Regions from separate parts of the Arachis hypogaea genome. Here region 1 is linked to region 2. Evidence: chromatin contacts called from public Hi-C data. All regions are on one chromosome and are shown on one strand. The core of a region is the stretch at or near the end of the contact, and the rest is flanking DNA. Distances in the headings are between cores, read along the strand shown. Region 1 holds the start of LOC112729621. Region 2 has its middle 6.1 kb from the start of LOC112726689.

Evidence for each region. Hi-C and Micro-C count contacts between places; a contact is called where the count stands out from the background.
Region 1: a contact with region 2 is called in a Hi-C map of leaf, with 1.7 times the contacts expected there. The contact joins the promoter of LOC112729621 here to the enhancer-like site in region 2. A contact is called at or near these places in 3 of 8 Hi-C or Micro-C datasets (leaf and an unstated tissue).

The regions. Positions count from the first base shown.
Region 1 is chr12:8,660,231-8,664,376 of arahy.Tifrunner.gnm2.J5K5, reverse strand. LOC112729621 reads right to left here and starts at 1,909. Exons shown (of 2, transcript XM_025779790.1): 1 at 1,902-1,909; 2 at 433-937. The coding sequence starts at 1,909. The coding sequence ends at 433.
Region 2 is chr12:8,608,845-8,612,782 of arahy.Tifrunner.gnm2.J5K5, reverse strand. No RefSeq gene overlaps it. Among protein-coding and RNA genes, the nearest start is that of LOC112726689, 6.1 kb to the right of the region's middle. Within about 2 kb of position 1,457, at least 3 of the 3 cell types and tissues checked have open chromatin away from gene starts, as enhancers often do.

The sequences.
Region 1 (4,146 bases), core at 660-3,159, 51 kb before region 2:
AATGCCGCTCTCCCTTGATAATTTTGATGCACAAGTGTAATCCATTGGAGTGCTAATCGGTTTGCCCTCTAAGAAGCCAAAATCTTTGAGAATGTCTAGGGCATACTTGCATTGACAAAGATGAATCCCTTTTGATGAGTGAGCCATCTCCATGCCTAAAAAGTACTTCAAGTCCCCCCAAATCTTAATTTTGAATTTTTTATTAAGTAGATTCTTCATTGAATCAATTTCAGCAAAATCATTGTCTGTCAAAACCAAATCATCCACATAAACCATGATGATTGTAACCCCCCCTCCCCCCGCGCTGTGATTTTGGTGTATAGAGAATGAACCGATTCTGATTTAGAGGAACCAACTGAGCTCAACGTTTCAGTCAATTTTAAATTCCATCGCCTACTATCTTGCCATAGGCCATAGAGTAATTTATGCAGTTTACACACTGAGGTTGCTGCCAATTAAGATTGTTGCAGCCTTGGTGGAAGTTGCATAGACCTCTTCATGTAGATCTTCATGTAGAAAAGCAGTATTCACATCTAACTGCTTGATATGCCATTGCTTTGCAGCCGTCAAGGCTATAACCACTCTCAAAGTTGACATTCGAACCACTGGGCTGATTGTGAAGTCTACACTTTCGATTTGTGTAAAATCCTTGTCCACCAACCTGGCTTTGTATTTTTTGATAGTTCCATCAGGAAGGAATTTAATCCTGAATACCCACTTGCAGCCTATGGCTCTCTTGCCATGAGAAAATATTGTGATTTGCCAAGTTTGATTCTTCTTCAGAGCCTCAAGTTCGCTTTGTATAACTTCTCTCCAGCAAGGATGAGCAACAGCTTCCTCATAGTTACTAGGTACAATATTTGTAGCAACAGCTAAAGAAAAAGCTTTGTGTTTTGGACTGAGTGCATTATAAGAAATTTGCTGCGAAATAGGATACCTACAAAGAGGATTAGTGGAACTAGAAACCGAATTGTTCACTTTACCATGATAGTCCTTGAGATAGGTTGGCAACTTTTTAATTCGTGTGGAATTTCTGAGTTCAAGTGGTTGGGAATTTTGATGTGATGAATTAAACTATGATTTTGTGGTTCTTCAATAATGTGTACTAAATGTGCAGGTTCATTAATCGTGTAATCAACAAATTTAGAATTCGAAGTTAGTGGTGTTAAAAAATTTTGATGGTTTTGGTGATGTGCAAGTGGAACATGAGTTTGAGGCATGTGTAATTGGTGCAGACTGGGAGTAAACGAGTCAGTGTAGTGAGAATCATAGGTGAATGGATCAAAATTACAAGGTTGGTTGGTATGTATTTGCTGTGAAATTTCAGTGCGATTGTGCAGATCATAATCGTGTGTAGAATATGAAAAATGACTTTCATAGAAAATAATATCTCTAGATGTAAAAATTCTTCTGGTTTTTAGGTCAATGAGTGTGAATTCTTTTGTTCCTTCTTCAAATCCAAGGAAAGCACATCTCTGTACTCTTGGGTCCAGTTTAATTCTTCTATTTGTATAAGAGTTGATCATCGGGCAAGACACCAAAAAACTTTCAAATTAGACATATCAGAGATGTGATTGAAAAAAAGTTCAAAAGGTGATTTGTCATTGAGAAACAGGGGCTTGCTGGATCTTGCATCGAATTTACAATTGCAGAAATTTGACTCAAAAAATTTGCAATTGATTGTGCATCCATAGGAGCAGCGGGATTTGATTGATTAGTGGGCATCGTCAATTGAAAAATTGGTGTAGATTCAAGAAATGATTAAAGAATTAGGTATAACAGCTTCAAAATGAAAAGCAAGCAAAAGAGGAAGGTAATCGATAAATTTGGTTTGATTTCAGATTCAGATCTTTTATCTTTGGTCTCGTTGATCGGAGCTGCGATCTCTCCTCTATGCTTACCGCACCATGTGAATTGCACGGTTGGAGAGATTTAGGCTCTCATCAATCTCTGTCAGGTGAGTCCGAGAATAAAGAGTAAAGAACTTGGAGAAGGAAGTAAGAAAGAGATGAACAAAGAGAAAGGAGCAAAATGAAGAAGCTGTTGATAAATTCGAATTGTCAATCAGATAATTAGAGAAGATGAGAAAAAGAAAATTTGGTGAAGATGAAAGTTGTTATTCATTCATCATCATTTTTACATTACATGCTTATCATTATATAATTACACAAGAGCTGTAGTTCTAACAAACGAAACCACATTAAATTAATTTACTAACTAATTAATAACTTAATCTATCTAATTAACTTTATCAACTGACAACTCTAACTAATTAATGCTATCAGCAGCAATTGACTAACTAATAAGTTCAACTCCCTAAATCTATTGACTCAGGTGACAATATACATCAAGATCCTCTTGATCTCATTATATATAAGTAGATAATTCCTATTATATTTATTATATTAATAAATATAATAAATATAATAGGAACTTTTCTTTGGCTGGTGTGGAATTGGCAGGGCCCGGAGCGTGTTAGAACCTTTCTTTGGCTGGTAACCCACAATGCTATTCTTACGAACTCAGAGAGAAGGTGAAGACACTTGACTAATGATGATTCTTGCCCAAGGTGCTGGTGCCATGAAAAATCAGCCATTCATGTGCTTCGAGACTGCCCCTATGCTATGAGCATCTGGAAAATCCTTATCCCCCCTAACGGAAGGAGCTCCTTTTTCAATACCGAGCTCAATGAGTGGTTACTTCAAAGCCTAACGGCCAATAATAACTGGAATTGGCTGTTTGGTGTTGCGATGTTGTCTATATGGTACTTCCGAAATAAGCTTGTTTTTAATGGAGAAGCGGTTCATGTCACCACGGCCATTAACCAGATTAGAGCTCGATCGGAGGAGTTCTTCATAATTTCTAGAAGCAAATTAAAACCACATAATACCCAAGCTGTCGGTGAATCTCTTATACGCTGGTCTCGCCCTGAGGAGGGGTGTGTCAAAGTTAACGTTGACGGTTCCTGGTTTGGTCATACAAATAATGCAGCTTGTGGCGGTGTCTTCAGAGACTCGGATGGGAGATTCTTAAAAGGATTCTCCTGTAACCTGGGGAACTGCTCTATTATGCATGCGGAATTATGGGCAGTTATCCATGGGCTGAATATTGCTACTACTAATGGCTACCAGTATCTTGTTGTTGAATCCGACTCCGCTGAGGCCATTAACTTCATCAATCGCGGATGCTACCCCACTCACCCCTGTGCTCCACTAGTCCAGGATATCCGTGTCTTGGCAGCTAGAATCCATAAAGTCGCTTGGCTACATTCCCTCCATGAAGCAAATTCTGTGACGGATCTCCTTGCTAAGAAGGGATATGAACTCCCTATGGGGCTGCACCTGTTTGATCAAGCCCCCCTATTATTAGCTATGCGCTACTTTGTGACTGTTTCGAGACCCTCAGGTTAAGGGAGTCTTGAGTTTTTTGAGTTTTTTGTTTCTGCTTTGCTGCTTGTTTTGTTTCCTATCTTTGGGTCCTTGACCCCTTAGTTCACCAAAAAAATTTTATTATATTAATAAACAATAATGTGTCTATTAATTTAAACTCTTTAATTTATTAAATATGCACCATAAATAATAAATATGTATGTAATTAGTTAAGATGGTAAACATCTTATATTATAGCTAAAGGATCTCGAGTTCAAATTTTAAAAGTTGCATGCCAAAAAAAATATGAATATACGTATATAACAAAAGAAATTTTAAGAACAAAAACTTGTCTACTAAATTTCTCCATATTCCCATTGTATACATTAGATTAGAAATAGTAGTCAAATATAAGTTATATATAATAGATATAAAATAAACAAATAAAAAAAATTAACATTATAGCATTAAAAACATTGACTAAGATTATTATGCCACTAAACACCAATTATCTAGCTAATTGATAATTAATATACATATTATTCTAGCAAATAAACTATGCTTTAAAGAACAAAAAAACAAATGTGAATATAGTGGATAAAAACTCCATGCTTCAAAACTCAGCAAAACAAAATGCATTGCACCAAAATAGTAGTGAATGTCAAATATGAGACCCTTTAGTACAAGGCAATGATGTACACTAATACTGCCATATGTGTAATTTAAAAGTTCGAGAATTCATTGATGATAATAATGTCACCGACCACATATATGTAGT
Region 2 (3,938 bases), core at 208-2,707:
AAATACATATTCAATTAATTTAAATTTATTAAGTAATTAATTTATTTGTTCCCTTAAATTAGTGTTGAGTATTCGAATTTCACTTTTTACATACAAAAATTTATAGACTGGAGCTCATTTATAACAAATTAGTTTTTAATGTGTGTTAGACTAAAGATAATATAAAAAATTTAATACAAAAAGAAAAGAAAAAACAGCTCTAGTACGTGTTGATGATGATCATGTCCAAGTTTAATTTACTCATTGGTCATGAAAGTGATAATAAGTGATATTAACACAAGTGGCATTGGGTTCCGAAATGGGTTTTGTTTTTTCACTATTTAATTAAAAGATCACATAAGCCCTATATACCTTATTAATATCTTAATTTCATCACAAAATAAAACAATGCCCTACGAAGTACTATAGCAACATGCATGAAGTTTCCATACCATATTATTCACTTGGAATGCACATTGCACACGATGCAATTTTTGTCAAAGAAATATCATCGATCTTCCAATAATTTCATCATTTGACGTAATGTGATATAAATGTTACATGTGTAACAAGATATCAAGTCGCCAAAGATCAATCGATCAATCACTTCAAGAATTCTAGTCATTTATTTAATTATATGACTTGAAAGGCTTTCTTACTAGGTGTTTGACATAATTTCAGAATGATGCGAAGGTTAGGAAAATATTAAATGATTGAAGATATAATTATTTATGTATTTTTTTATCAGTTTAAATTTTTAAGAGAAATAATTTTATGATATGATATTAAAATTTTTATAATAAAAAAATTTAAAATTTGATTTTTGTAGAACTCCAAAAAAAAATTCCGCATAAGACATAAAAAAAAAAAACTTATATAAAAATTCAAGTAAACTCAAAAGAAATTCTTACTTAAAGCGATACGTTAAATACATAACTATATCTTCTTCTATAAATTTAAATTTTTGGAAATAGCGATGTTATCATCACTGATTTTATTGTTAGACTAGTATTGAATATGTTGGTATTTTATGACCACTTGCAAGTTCAGTTCTATCCAATATATTGTTGATAAGGATGCTAGTTCTAGAAGGCAAGAGAATCATTCATAATTGAATCCCATCGTATCAGTAGAATAATCTAGGTTTTCTTAGGTTAGGTTTCATGTTGCATGCATACCAAGAAAAAAAAGGAACTAAAATAACGTAAGGACTAATCTTCCGAACCATTATAAAAAACTGGGTTAATTATGCATTAACATAATCAACAAAACTAAAAGTTCATACGGAAAACTAAGTATAGAAAAATTTTCTTCTCTTTTCGTGTTTGTCAACTATGGAACAATTTTTTTAAAGGGATGAAAAAAAATTCTAAGAATTGTGGGCTTGTAAAATTACTAAATAATATACCAACTTACCAAGGCAGTATCTTGGGCCAGTAAAGAGTCCACTTACATAATTTGCACATTTAATTTTGGGCTCTAGCATGTTGCTTGGAACTTGGACATGTTGGGCCAAGTGATTATATATTCACCAAGCTTCCTTCCCTTTTATTTATTTTGTAAAAATGTCCACAATTTTATTTAGGAAAAGTATATGGAACCAAAAATTTATCAGACAAAAATTAAACAAAATCACATTAATTTTAAATTTTTTAAATTCAAAATTTAAAAAATTTAAAATTGATTAAGTAACCTATAAAAACTTTATTCTTCTCTCTCATGTTAACCTATTCACCTCTAACAATCAGACACAGACTCCTCTCTCTCACCATCAAGCCCTCTCCTCCTTCACACCGCGACTCCTCTTCTATCACCGACATCTGACTCGTTGGATTCGCCACCGTCGACAAGAGCCACTTCTTTTTCATGAACCAGATGTGACGATGAACATCTCTTGCGTCGAGAAACAGGGGCGTAGAACTGGGTCAAATCAGTGCTGATTTCATCCTTCCTCGTAGAGAATCGGATTAATTTAATAAAAAAATCTGGGTTCGGATAGCCGCCTTCTTATTCTTCAAAGGAGATTGATCGATGAAGGAAAAAGCATAGGCACCGTTAAATAACACACTGATATTCTGGGGGAGCTTTTTCTTTTATGGATAAGGATGAAAAATATATTATTTTAGATCTAAAAATATATTATTTTGGAATATTAGGTGCTGTTTTGATGATTAAAGAGACTATAAATTACACATTTGATCTTAGTCAAAAGGAGTCTTTGAACAATTACAGAAATATAAAAAAAATATTTATTTAATATGGAAAAAAAACATCCTAATATTTAACAAAAGAAATATTCAGTTATATTTTAGCAAAAATAATTAAATATTTATAAAATTTAAAAAAAATTATGAAATGCTTAAAGAAATAGAGACATTCATATTTGTAATACAAAAAAATTCAAAAAAATATAAAAGAACATCTATTTAGTATGAAAAAGAAACATTCTTATACTTGGCAGAAAAAACATCTATGTATATTAACTCGTAGAGATTTTGAATTCACCCAAAGATATTTGGCTGATTTTTGGCTAATACCCTTTTGGTTCCCTAGCATTGCTCTTTTATTTATTTTAGTATAACCATGGAGATATATAGCTAGCTTAGAGAGTTCTTCTAGGGTTTCGCTTCTGTTTAGGGAGCCATATTTTCTGGTCGAAAAGGCGACAACTTTTCCGACTAGTAGGGTTGTGTTGTCTGAAAAGAATTGAAATCGCGAAATATAAGATTTGTACTTTTAGGATTGTTTTGTAATTTTTCAGGTTTTTTTTTTGGGATCATTGTGCATTTAGAGATACTCATGGGGTCTTTGTATTATATTGTTAAGTAAATATAGTCTCTGTATTGGTGTATACACAAGACAATATTCGAATCCCGACACTTATTTAAGCGGACTAATGAACTAACTACTAAACCAATCCAACTTGATTACTCTCTGACTCTCTCTGATCACATCTATATATGTGGTTTGGTTTCTATTTTCTCTAGATAGCCTCAATCACCAAAACTTTTATTTAAAGAAAAATAAGTAGTGTTAAAAGCTTATTACTTAAATTAAGCAAGCAATGGTAGCGGCTACACTTGAATTGTACAAAAAAGGAATCGGAGTTGGACAAATAATAAAAGGGTTGTGAAGGGCCATGCATGCACAATGCATATCCTGTTAATGGTTTTGTCTCTAGTGTTGTTAATAACATAAAAAAGCAAAAGAAACAACGCACCGTTTGTTTAGTGGGTGTGTCCACCAAATTTTGAGATACAATGACATACTCACACCCATATTTTATATTTGGTTTTTAAATACATAAAATAAGTAAAGATACAATAGTATACATTGATATATAAATACATAAAATTTGTGTAATGCTATTTTATTGAGACACTAAGACACAAAGGTTAAGACAAATTTTTCCACTTTTATCCTTAATAGTAGTGATTGTGATGATTTTTTTTTTTTGGAAGATAAGGATAATATTGATATTTGCAATTTATATTCTATCTTGTGCATAGTTACCAAACAAAATAAAAGTTGTCTCTTTATATATATGTTTTTAATATTTTGTGTATTTGTGTCTATGTCTTCACCCATACATAAACCAAACACAGCCCAAGGGAACCAAATGATACACACACGACAAGCTAAGAAATCTCATCCATATTTAGTTTCCTAAGAGAAATTTCATTCATCACAATCTCTTTAAATAAAACGTGACATTGCTTTGTGTCTTCCCCTATTTTCATTTATCTTAATTTTGTTGATTAATTTAGTTTGAAATTAACTTCCAATTCACTTGATCTACTCTGTTAAATTTAGTTGTTATTATTATTATTATTGTCAGATTGATAAGTTTTATGGACAATATTTTTATATGTCCAGAAGGGAAGAACAAAAGAAAAAGGAAACCTAATGATACACATTGAGACAAACAGATTAGGAACAAATATCTTTTTGAGGTTGTG